Linked DNA regions of Hordeum vulgare: region 2 is linked to region 1. A link is a contact called in public Hi-C data. All regions are on one chromosome and are shown on one strand. Each heading gives the region's core, a stretch centred on a gene start, on an enhancer-like site or on the middle of the called end of the contact. The rest is flanking DNA. Distances are from core to core; before and after follow the strand shown.

Region 1 (5,042 bases), core at 1,361-3,860:
GAAGTCTCCTTTGCAAATGAAAAAAAGCTGGGGGTGAGCCTGTGAGAAGCTCACTTAAAAGCGAAGGGGTATAGACCAATGCTCCTGGTTTTCGCACTTATTATAATGAGTTTGTCATCGAGCCCAACCCCTTGGACCACTGCAGAAAGCCGAATCGAGCCGCTCTCGGTCGCCGCTCCCGATTCCATCGCCGTTGCCGCTCCCGGTGCTTCCCTCCGCTGTCGCAGCCCTTCCCTCCGACACCGCCGCTCCCGGTCCTTCCCTCCGCCGGCGCCCTTCCATCCGTCGCCGTCGCTCCCGACCCTTCTCTCCGTCGTCGTCGTTTTTGGCACTTTCCTCGGCCGCCCTCGATTCTCCAGCTAGCCTTCGCCGCCGGCCCCAGCCCCTCGACGCGGCCATCTTCGTTGACATGTCCGACGGGTAGGCCTCCCGCCGCTGCTCCTCTCCTCCCTTGGGTGCGACCCCTCCCTCCGTCTGGTGCGACTCCACCCTTCTCTGCGACCTAGAAGCAACAACTCCACTCCGACGGGCGGCTGGGGCTCCACTCCGACAGACGGCGTCCAACCCGGGCCGACGACCCACTCCAGCGAAGGACCCCCGTCCCCTGTCCTGATCAGACCGACGACCCACTCCAGCTCCACTTCAAGGGTACTATAGACTTTTCACTACTCATACCATATATAAGCTGAAAAAACAGACATAAAAAAAGAACTGGCTAGCTTATTATATGGAGCTTATTTTTACATGAGCTTATTTGAAACTTATTCTCATAGAAGCTTATTTCCACATGAGAGCTCAAAAGAACTGGCCCTAAGAGACCATGCAGCCCTAGAAAAAAAAAGATAAGAGGTCATGCAAAATACTCTTAAGTAAAACATGGTCATATTATACAAACCTACAACTCCTTCGTCTTAGCTTTCTAATAAAGCTTGGATCTCTGCTTTTGGTCTAATACTTGGGCTAACATTTGTAAAATTACATGCATGCAGTTCTACCTAAAAAAAACTACTCCCTCCGTTTCTATATATATATATATATATATATATATATATATATATATATATATATATATATATATATATATATATATAAGACTTTTTAGAAATTTTATTATAGACTAGATACAGAGTAAAATAAGTGAATATATATTTTAAAATATGATAATATACATCCGTATGTAGCTCATAATAAAATCTTTAAAATGTCTTATACTCCGTATTTAGGAACGGAGTGAGTAATAAATTTCTGTCCGCCCACCCACGAAATAAATTATAATTCAAGCGGTCCCTGTCTTTTAGGCTGCTCCCTCTTTGCAGCTCTTCGATCTTATGGCTGCTTCTCATTTTGTTAGTCGTTTTCTAGCTCCAGAGAAGATTCCAGTCTGGTACCATTTGTGTTCCCCATCAAGCTGCTAGATGCCACAGCATCATTTTATCCCTTGCCTTCCTCTTGGCATCAAATTCTAGCACCTTGAGATTCACGTGTACGACTAACTTGTGTTGAGGATTACACCACGAGTTCAACACTTGATCACAAGTATTTCGCAGCATCATGCCACCAAATTTCGGTGTACCAATTATTCTTTCTTACTTTCTTCCGTCTAGAATTAACCGGATGTGCACATATTAACAGGCGGCCAGGAGCAGATTACATTAGTTGCATCGTGGCTACAGATCCGAACTTACCAGCCTGAAGAAAAAACATGCACCCTACTTCAACGTCTCTCTATCATAATATACCATCTCACTCTCACCCTCACCTCGCCGTATACGCAATTATCCATATTGTTCTTCTTAATTTGCACCTCGATTACTTGCAACCAGCTTCCCAGCGTCATAGGTTCTTGCTCGTTCTGTTCATGGATGTCATGTTCGTGCATGCATCATAATCAAGCTAGGATACAGCCAGTAATCTCGTCGGCTCGCCCCGGATCGCCACCGGCGGTGCCGCGCGTGGCCCGTGGTGGTGACGACGGTGCGCCAGACCCCGACGCTCCTTGTTGACCATGGCCTCGTGCTCTCTGGCCTCGTCCGCCAAGATCTGCCGCTGCCGGCACTCCTCGCTGCAGAACCCCTGGTCGCCCCTGCAAACACAGCAATACTATCAGACATGCGCCAGGCACGAAGCCTTCGGATCGATGTCGCCTCAGCGACTCTGAATTTTCCAGATCACGAGCTTGTACGTAGGCTGCAGTAGTACCTGTACATGTACACGTCTTTGTCGGGACTGAGCTCCCTCCGGCAAAGGAAGCAGGCTCCCGAGAAGCTGCACGGACGGCGGTGGCGCGCCGGCGGCGAGCTGACCATCTGCTTCAGGACGACGTGGCACGGTTGCGGGTGGTGCTGGACGAGGATCTGCAGCCCGACAACGACGTCGGCGGCGTCTCGTCCTCCTCGCCGCAGCCGGCGGCCGTGGGTGTGCCCCCCGAGGCGCCGCTGGATGTCAACAATGTTATCTCCATGGCGATCATCAGCGCCGCGGTGGACTTGGACATCACCACCCTCCTCCCCGAGATGGAAGATGCTCCTCTGGATCCTGGGAAGCATGGTGGAGCCGAGGAGGAGGTGACCACTTCAGTCCAAGGACCAGTGTAGTGGTGAGAGGTGAGGGTGGAGAGGAGTCATGGGTATATAAAGACGCTTGGCGTCCACAGAGTGGCCGTGGTAGAATTGGAAGATTAACACTAGGAACTGTAGTATATACTTTCATGCACTTGTGTCGACCACCAATGGGAGCAACGGCGATGTGCTGACCAGGGGCTGGGGCAGGTGATACTGATGTGGTGATGCTGTTGGTGACTTTGACAGCAATTAATAAGGAGATGTGCCAGGTGGTGAGCGATATAAATTACTAAACCGACGAATAGAGTTAGTAAAATACAGGAAGAAACAGCAGATGGGTGAGCAGAGCACAAGTTAACACTCGTCAGAACCATTGCAACACCACGGCATCACACGTAATTAGGAATCCTATTTGTGGCCTGCAAATGGGGAGGTACCAGAATCTGCAAATTTAATTACCCTGCAAATTTTACTCTCTTGGTTTCAGTAGATTCTCTTGGAGTATCATGCAGCCACGACAAGTGTAGATTCGAACCTTGCTTCCACAGCAAGCCCCCCTTGAAGCAGATAACTAATATAAGTGCGTTGCGACTCGAGTATCAAGACAGTCCCTGCCATCGTTGTCACGCATAATCTAGAGAAATTTCTCCACAAAGTGGTGCGCATTTGCTTTCCTACACACAGACATGATGGGAGGAACCTGAATTTTCTCTGCATTATTTTCATGATTTCGATACATGTAGCGGTAGGAGTAACTACTAAATCTGTGGGCTACTTTTTATTCATGATTTAATACGTGTAGCGGTAGTAATAGTAAGCATACAAAACTGTGGGCTATCTGGAAGACTAGAAATGAAGCTTTGTAACAATACATGTTCGTACGATCACACTAGAAATAAAGTACGAGCACTGAAGTTATTTGCTTTTGGTAGCTTTGTGCTCTGTTGTTGGATGAGGCGAGCAGCACAAGATTGGTCGTTATGCTTGTAATGAGTCCACCCTGGAACCGTACGCCTTAACTATCTTGTACTATTATCAGTTTGAGATATGGAATTGGGGGAGACTCCTTAATTCGGAAACAGAAATATTGCATTCCAGTACTTTCTTTTATGCCCAAGCTAATGTTTGGTGATCTTTACGTATAAGCAAGTACCTGGTCGGATTTGAACTGTGAACTATAAGAAATTCATATTAAAAATTGAACAATACATAAAACAGTTCCTAATAGACACATGGAACCTTTTTAAAGAGACAATTACACTATTGATACTAGAACTTGGCGTGATTGGTCACTTTAGTGCTACAAGTTGCGGTGTATATTGGACTGATGCAAAAAAAAACTTAGCTTCGCGGTACAAATATGATGCAAAACTCGTTTGTATACGTCCACGGCGCCGATGAGGCATGCCAGCATGGCATGGGGCCATTGTCAATGATGGGATGTTGGACAGGGCATGTGATCTGCTTTTTTTGTAAAAAAAAATCAACTTGTATTTTTTCGCAAAAAAATAACACTCGAAGGCCCACATGTCAGAAACAACACAAATCGTATTGAGAAAAAATAACAACCACGGGGCATCTAACCAAAACCATCGGTAACATGTCCTGCGCATATAACAAAAACGGACAATGTGACATTGCGTGCATAAATAGGGTATATGTGAATTCCATATCTTTTGCTAACACCATAAATTAAAAAATTTAACTCATCAAATGAAAAAGGTACCCAACGGGAACCACCGACCCAAAGATCTCAGATTAACTAGCAGAGCCTCCAAAATTTGTTTGCTAAAGGATATATATATTCCTTAGACAATAAAACGTTTGACTTGTAAGTGTTGCACATGATTTTTTATAATTTGCTTCCTATAAAGTTCAGAAACATTTTTCAAAATGTGAAAACGTTTATATGCTGCATGAATATTTTATTAAAACATAAATATGTAAAATTATACGAATACTTATGTAAATATATATAAATAAATGTTCATATAATTCAAAAAATATTAATTTACTTTTCAAACTTTGATATTTTAAGAAAAATGCTGCGGGAAACCTCGGGTACGATCTTTATCTTTATGAGTATTCTTGTTCCTCGGTATATTGTGATTTATTGTTTTCAATATATTTGACCTTTATATAAATACATTAATTTTTTTGAATATTTAGTGAAATATATTTTACCTTGGTTAAAATTATTTAAATAAATGTTCGTATTATTTGAATTAACATTTTTAATAAACTATTAATGCAATAAATAAATTTATCATGCTTTTGGAAGATGTTTATGTACTTATAGGAAACAAAATATTTATGCTTCATGAAAAATTATGTGCACATGTATAAGTAAATACTTTATTTTGTAAAGAATAGAAATGCGGTCTCAATATATAAGATTAATTATCCTCTGTATATTTTGTTTTGAGCAAATTAGCCTATGTATAAGAAACAATCTTCGTCGGGTGTTGGTTTGCACTATCG
Region 2 (5,042 bases), core at 1,789-4,288, 260 kb after region 1:
TTCTCATTACTAGCAAGTCTCTTTATTCGTTCCGTAACACATCATTTCGTGGTTAACTCCTTAGTCACATTGAGCTCAATATGATGATGAATTACCGAGTGGGCCCAGAGATACCTCTCCGTCACATGGAGTGACAAATCCCAGTCGCGATTCGTACAACCCAACAGACACTTTCGAAGATACCCGTAGTGCACCTTTATAATCACCCAATTACGTTGTGACTTTGGTATACCCAAAGCACTCCTACGATATCCGGGAGTTGCGCAATCTGATGGTCTAAGGAAATGATACTTGACATTAGAAAAGCTTTAGCAGACGAACAACACGATCTAGTGCTATGCTTAGGATTGGGTCTTGTCCATCACATCATTCCCCAATGATGTGGTCCCGTTATCAACGACATCCAATGTCCATGATTAGGAAACCATGATCATCTATTGATCAACGAGCTAGTCAACTAGAGGCTCACTAGGGACATGTCGTGGTCTATGTATTCACACATGCATTACGGTTTCCGGTTAATACAATTATAGCATGAATAATAGACAATTCTCATGAACAAGGAAATATAACAATAACCAAATTATTATTGCATCTAGGGCATATTTCCAACACCACATGGCAAATGTGGTCAGTTATTTCCAAACTGAAATGGTTAAATTATACGTCGGATGTGCATGCTCGGCTCGGCATGCGTTGGTTGTCCATTAATTCATGTATGAAAAAAATCAAAAAGTTACAGCTATCAAACCATGTGTCGAAATTATGATATGTTTTCACCGTTTGGTTCCTCGTGACGAACTATTCAAAACGAGATCCCATATGAATATGTTTTGAAGAATTTTTTTCAAAAGCAACTTCGATGTTTTATGAGGCAACTTTAGAGCTAAACAGAAACAACTTTGGTGCTAGATGAATTGCATCGTGTGTATACACATGATTTGCTTGTTGAATACACTAGAGTTGCGTAAAAAACACATTAAAAGTTGCTAGCTTTTTATGATACTCGAGTGCAATTATGACAACTGTTCACAAATAGCAGGCAACTGAACATAAAACATAGGCAATTGACCATGGGTAATAAGCCACTGAGCATGAAAACTGAGCAATTTCATAGTATTTTGTAGGCAACTGAGCATCAAAATTGAGCAATTTCACAGTATTTAGGCAACTGAGCATCAATCATAAGCAATTGATCATCATTGTTTAATTATGGAAAGTTTTTAGAGATGAATCTAGTCAACTGTTAGTCGTGGTAACCAACTTAGAAGAATTCTTTGAATAGATAGTCATACTAAGGGGAGAAAGGAGTTGCTTGTCTATAGCACTAAAATTATTTCATCTAGCACATAAAGTTGCTCAAAAAAAGTTTGTTGAATCGTATTCATATGATTTCTAGTTTTAAAGAGCTCAAACTATGATCTTTAATATTTTTTGAAACGCTAATAAATACACGTAATTGGTTATCCTCGTGTACGGCCGCCACCGCGAAAGCTCGCTGCTGCCAACGAAAGTTTATCCCAGAATCGCGCTCCAAGGGGACCAACATGACGCGATCAATCAATAAATGCACGAACGGCAAGGTCCATGCGACCGTCAGCAAGACAGCTACACCGAAAAGCAAGCCCCGAGCCGAGATGAGATGCTTCCGCACCTTGCCCGGCGGCTTCGAGCGGGCCAACACGTGCTCTCCCATCCTCGTAGTACTTCCGCTCGGCTACACAGCCAATATGCATAATGCATGTTCGATCGAAATCTCTCGACTAAAAAAATTCAGATGTACACAGAGTTGACGAATACACGGCGCACGAACCAAGAACTAAAACAAGCGATCGATCACGGCAGGTGGTACAGCTTGGACGGCCTGATCCCGGCGGTGACGTTGAAGTACTGGAGCGTGGTCGCCCAGCGTCGGTTGTCCTTGAGCATGTGCACGGCGACGCTGTCCGGCCGCAGGTTGTCCATGTCCCAGCTGAGGTCGTACATCCGCGGCTTGAGGTCGTACCTGTTCTTCCCCTTGCCGGCGAGGTTGAGCCACTTGCCGAGCATCAGGTCCTCCGGCCCCAGCGTGTCGTTCCGCGCCAGGATCTCCTCCGCCGTCGACACCCAGCTCGCCAGGTCCCAGGACATGACGTACCCCATGCCGTGCATGAACAGCATCGGGTCGCCGCTCATGTTGTAGCCGTAGCCGAGGTACACGTCGTGGCGCGGCCGGGGCCGGAGCTCCTCCACCAGCGCCGCCACCCGCAGGTACGTGTCGTCGTCGGTCTTCATCACGTAGTCGTAGGGCGCCGCCGCGAACAGCCGCGGCACGGACGAGAAGTAGGCGTACGTCTTGCCGTCGTTCATGTTCTCGGCGCAGTCGAGCACGATGATGTCGCCGTGCCGCATGATCTCCAGCGCCACCAGCGCCGCCTCCACCGGGTCCGTCACGTTGCAGAACACGAAGCGCACGTCCACCCGCGCGCCCGCCGCCGGCGGCGGCTGCAGCGCGTACGCCAGCCGCACGATGTCGCGCCGCTCCCGCCGCTTCGGCATCGTCAGGATGCCGACCAGCAGGCTCAGCTCCGGCTCCGGGACATCCTCCGCCTCGGCCCGCGCCGACACGCCGGTGTACTGTCCGGCGCCGGCGCGCCGGGTGCAGAGGACACCGAGGCCATCGGAGCCGGCACGGTTGAGCGATGAGAGCAGGAAGACGAGGAGCAGGATCGCGACGGGAGCCAGGATGAGGTAGGAGGTGGACGTGGGCGCCTTCATCATGGTCATGGCCGGTTGATTTGATGGAATGGAAGCGCTGCGTGCTGCGGAGTGTGCAACGAGTTATATCGCCAAGCTTAAGTTGGCCTCCCTACTGCAGACCCACTGATCCATCTGATCGATCAGAGAAATCGTGGAACGACTGACGGGACGAGCCGATTCGCCGATTACGACACAGCACCCTGCAGTAAGGAAACCGTGCGACAAGTAGTGATAGCTGACAAAACTGAGTGTAATTTCCACGGTTAGCTGAGGCTGAGCTATAGTTTGCTCCAGTTCACATTCAATCATTATTCTCTCCAAATCTACAGTATATTGACTCATTTCTTATGCATGACGCTACTGCATTTTTACATGGAACGTTGACCGGTCATACACGACGGAATTTCACTAGTGTATATCACTGTAATATTCTCTGAAAAACATTTCAGCGTTTGTTACAACGACGAACCACATGGCATTCGATGGTATATACTCTTACAAGGAGAGAGACGCGTGAGCGCACGTCTTTCCAAGCACTCGCAGAACATTGCGCTTATATGGAGTATAAAAATAGCAGGTAGTATTAATTTCGCGTCTCATTACCAGGACGGTCGACGGAAGGCAGAGGAGCAGCGTGTAGTGCCCCTCACGACAGCAGCAGAGACGTGAGCCGGCGGAGCACACGACGCGGGATCCATCCACTGCACCGGCGGAATCGATCGGGAGATTGCTCCGTTTATTTGGACTCCGGCAATGCTTCCTGAGCCCGGAGTCACCAGACCGATTCCAACCCATCGACCGTCCCCCGAAGTCATCCCCGTTCGGCGAGCACGCGTCCCCGTAGTCGGGAAGGGAACGCCTACTTGCTCGGGCACGGCACGTGTTTTCCCCGAAATTCATGGGTCACGGCCGTAGCACCAACTACGTTCTTCCAGGTGAATTACTACTGTGTCGACGCAGGTACAGTAGTAGAGTAGTATATACGGGTCGACGCAGGTATCTCGTCAGCGTGTGCTTCTGGCCTAAGTATAATTTGATGAGGAGGACGGAGTCCACGAGACCTGGGCAGGAGGCTCCTATCTTTACCTAATAATAAAAAGGCTAGCGCCTCCGTCGGAAAACCCACCGAGGTGATTTTACAAAAATGTCCTTACTGTTTATGACATTAAACTCGTAGTATATATTAAATGTTTTTTAAAATACTCATATCTTTTAAACCGTAACTCCAAATTTAACATATTATATATGAAATTTGATTAGAAAAATATGGAGAATTTAAATATGATATTATTTTATCTATTAAACGTTTAATAAAAATACTATCTAGGGTGCAATCTTAATAAATAAGTCATTATTCGTCTTTCTTTCATACCGGTACTCATTCGGGTTGGGATGAACACGTCAACAAAATCAGGATTAGAGATGAAACTGAAGGTCACTTGACTGATTCTTTATACGTATTAAATCTACATGTAAGCCGTGTTAAAATAGAAGACCTGTGAAATTTTGAAGTGCATTTTTATAGGATAAGACCATCTTTATTTGTGTTGTAATTACAAATTCTCAGATTATAGACCATTTTTTATAAATTAAGAGCGTGTGATATTTCTTTCTTCCATTACAACGCATGGCCCTTTTGCTGGTCCTACCTAAACGAAATCGCCCGGCTCGACGGATCGAGCAAAGTCCAGTACGCGTCCATCCTGAAGACAGCCCGAAAAGAGCTCGGCAATGACTGGTATGATCGACTCGTAGTACAGAGACCGGTACCTATCGCTATCAGTATCAATGAATCATGCGAGGTAGGCGAGGTGTGCACCACCAATGCATCTGTGCACGGACGGAGTCCTCTGCGTCTATGTCTCGTCCAGTTGAGAGCCCTCTTCCACTACATATGTTGTTAAGACGTCGTCGAATCAGTAGGGTCCTTGCAGAATGCAGACTTGTCATCTACTGCGAGTTGGGCTTGTGACAATCAGCGAGTCGTGTGAGGCCCCCCTGCCCCTGGCTGCGTACTTTTCTTCTTTTCTAACTCGAGGGGCTGGTGTTTGAATGTGTGATGTGCTTGTGTACCCACGTCTTGATAAGTAGAAGTATCTATCTAGGAGCAGCAAGTGCACTGTGCTAGCTTGAATACAGACACTGTCCCATGACGTGGGTTGTGCTGTGCTTTGAATTATCGGTGTGGCGAAGGGAGCAGGAATCTTCATGCTACACCAATACTCTCGTGTATGAAATGCTAGAGTTTTGTGTATTTTTGGATCAGCTCAATAACAATTTTAAAAATTCTTAATAAATTCTAA

Evidence for each region. Hi-C and Micro-C count contacts between places; a contact is called where the count stands out from the background.
Region 2: a contact with region 1 is called in a Hi-C map of leaf, with 2.8 times the contacts expected there. The contact joins the promoter of LOC123395798 here to the promoter of LOC123395317 in region 1. A contact is called at or near these places in 2 of 6 Hi-C or Micro-C datasets (leaf and seedling).

The regions. Positions count from the first base shown.
Region 1 is chr5H:436,788,745-436,793,786 of MorexV3_pseudomolecules_assembly, forward strand. LOC123395317 reads right to left here and starts at 2,611. Exons shown (of 2, transcript XM_045090302.1): 1 at 2,200-2,611; 2 at 1,563-2,083. The coding sequence starts at 2,546. The coding sequence ends at 1,894.
Region 2 is chr5H:437,050,071-437,055,112 of MorexV3_pseudomolecules_assembly, forward strand. LOC123395798 (beta-1,3-galactosyltransferase pvg3-like) reads right to left here and starts at 3,039. Exons shown (of 1, transcript XM_045090829.1): 1 at 1,739-3,039. The coding sequence starts at 2,766. The coding sequence ends at 1,837.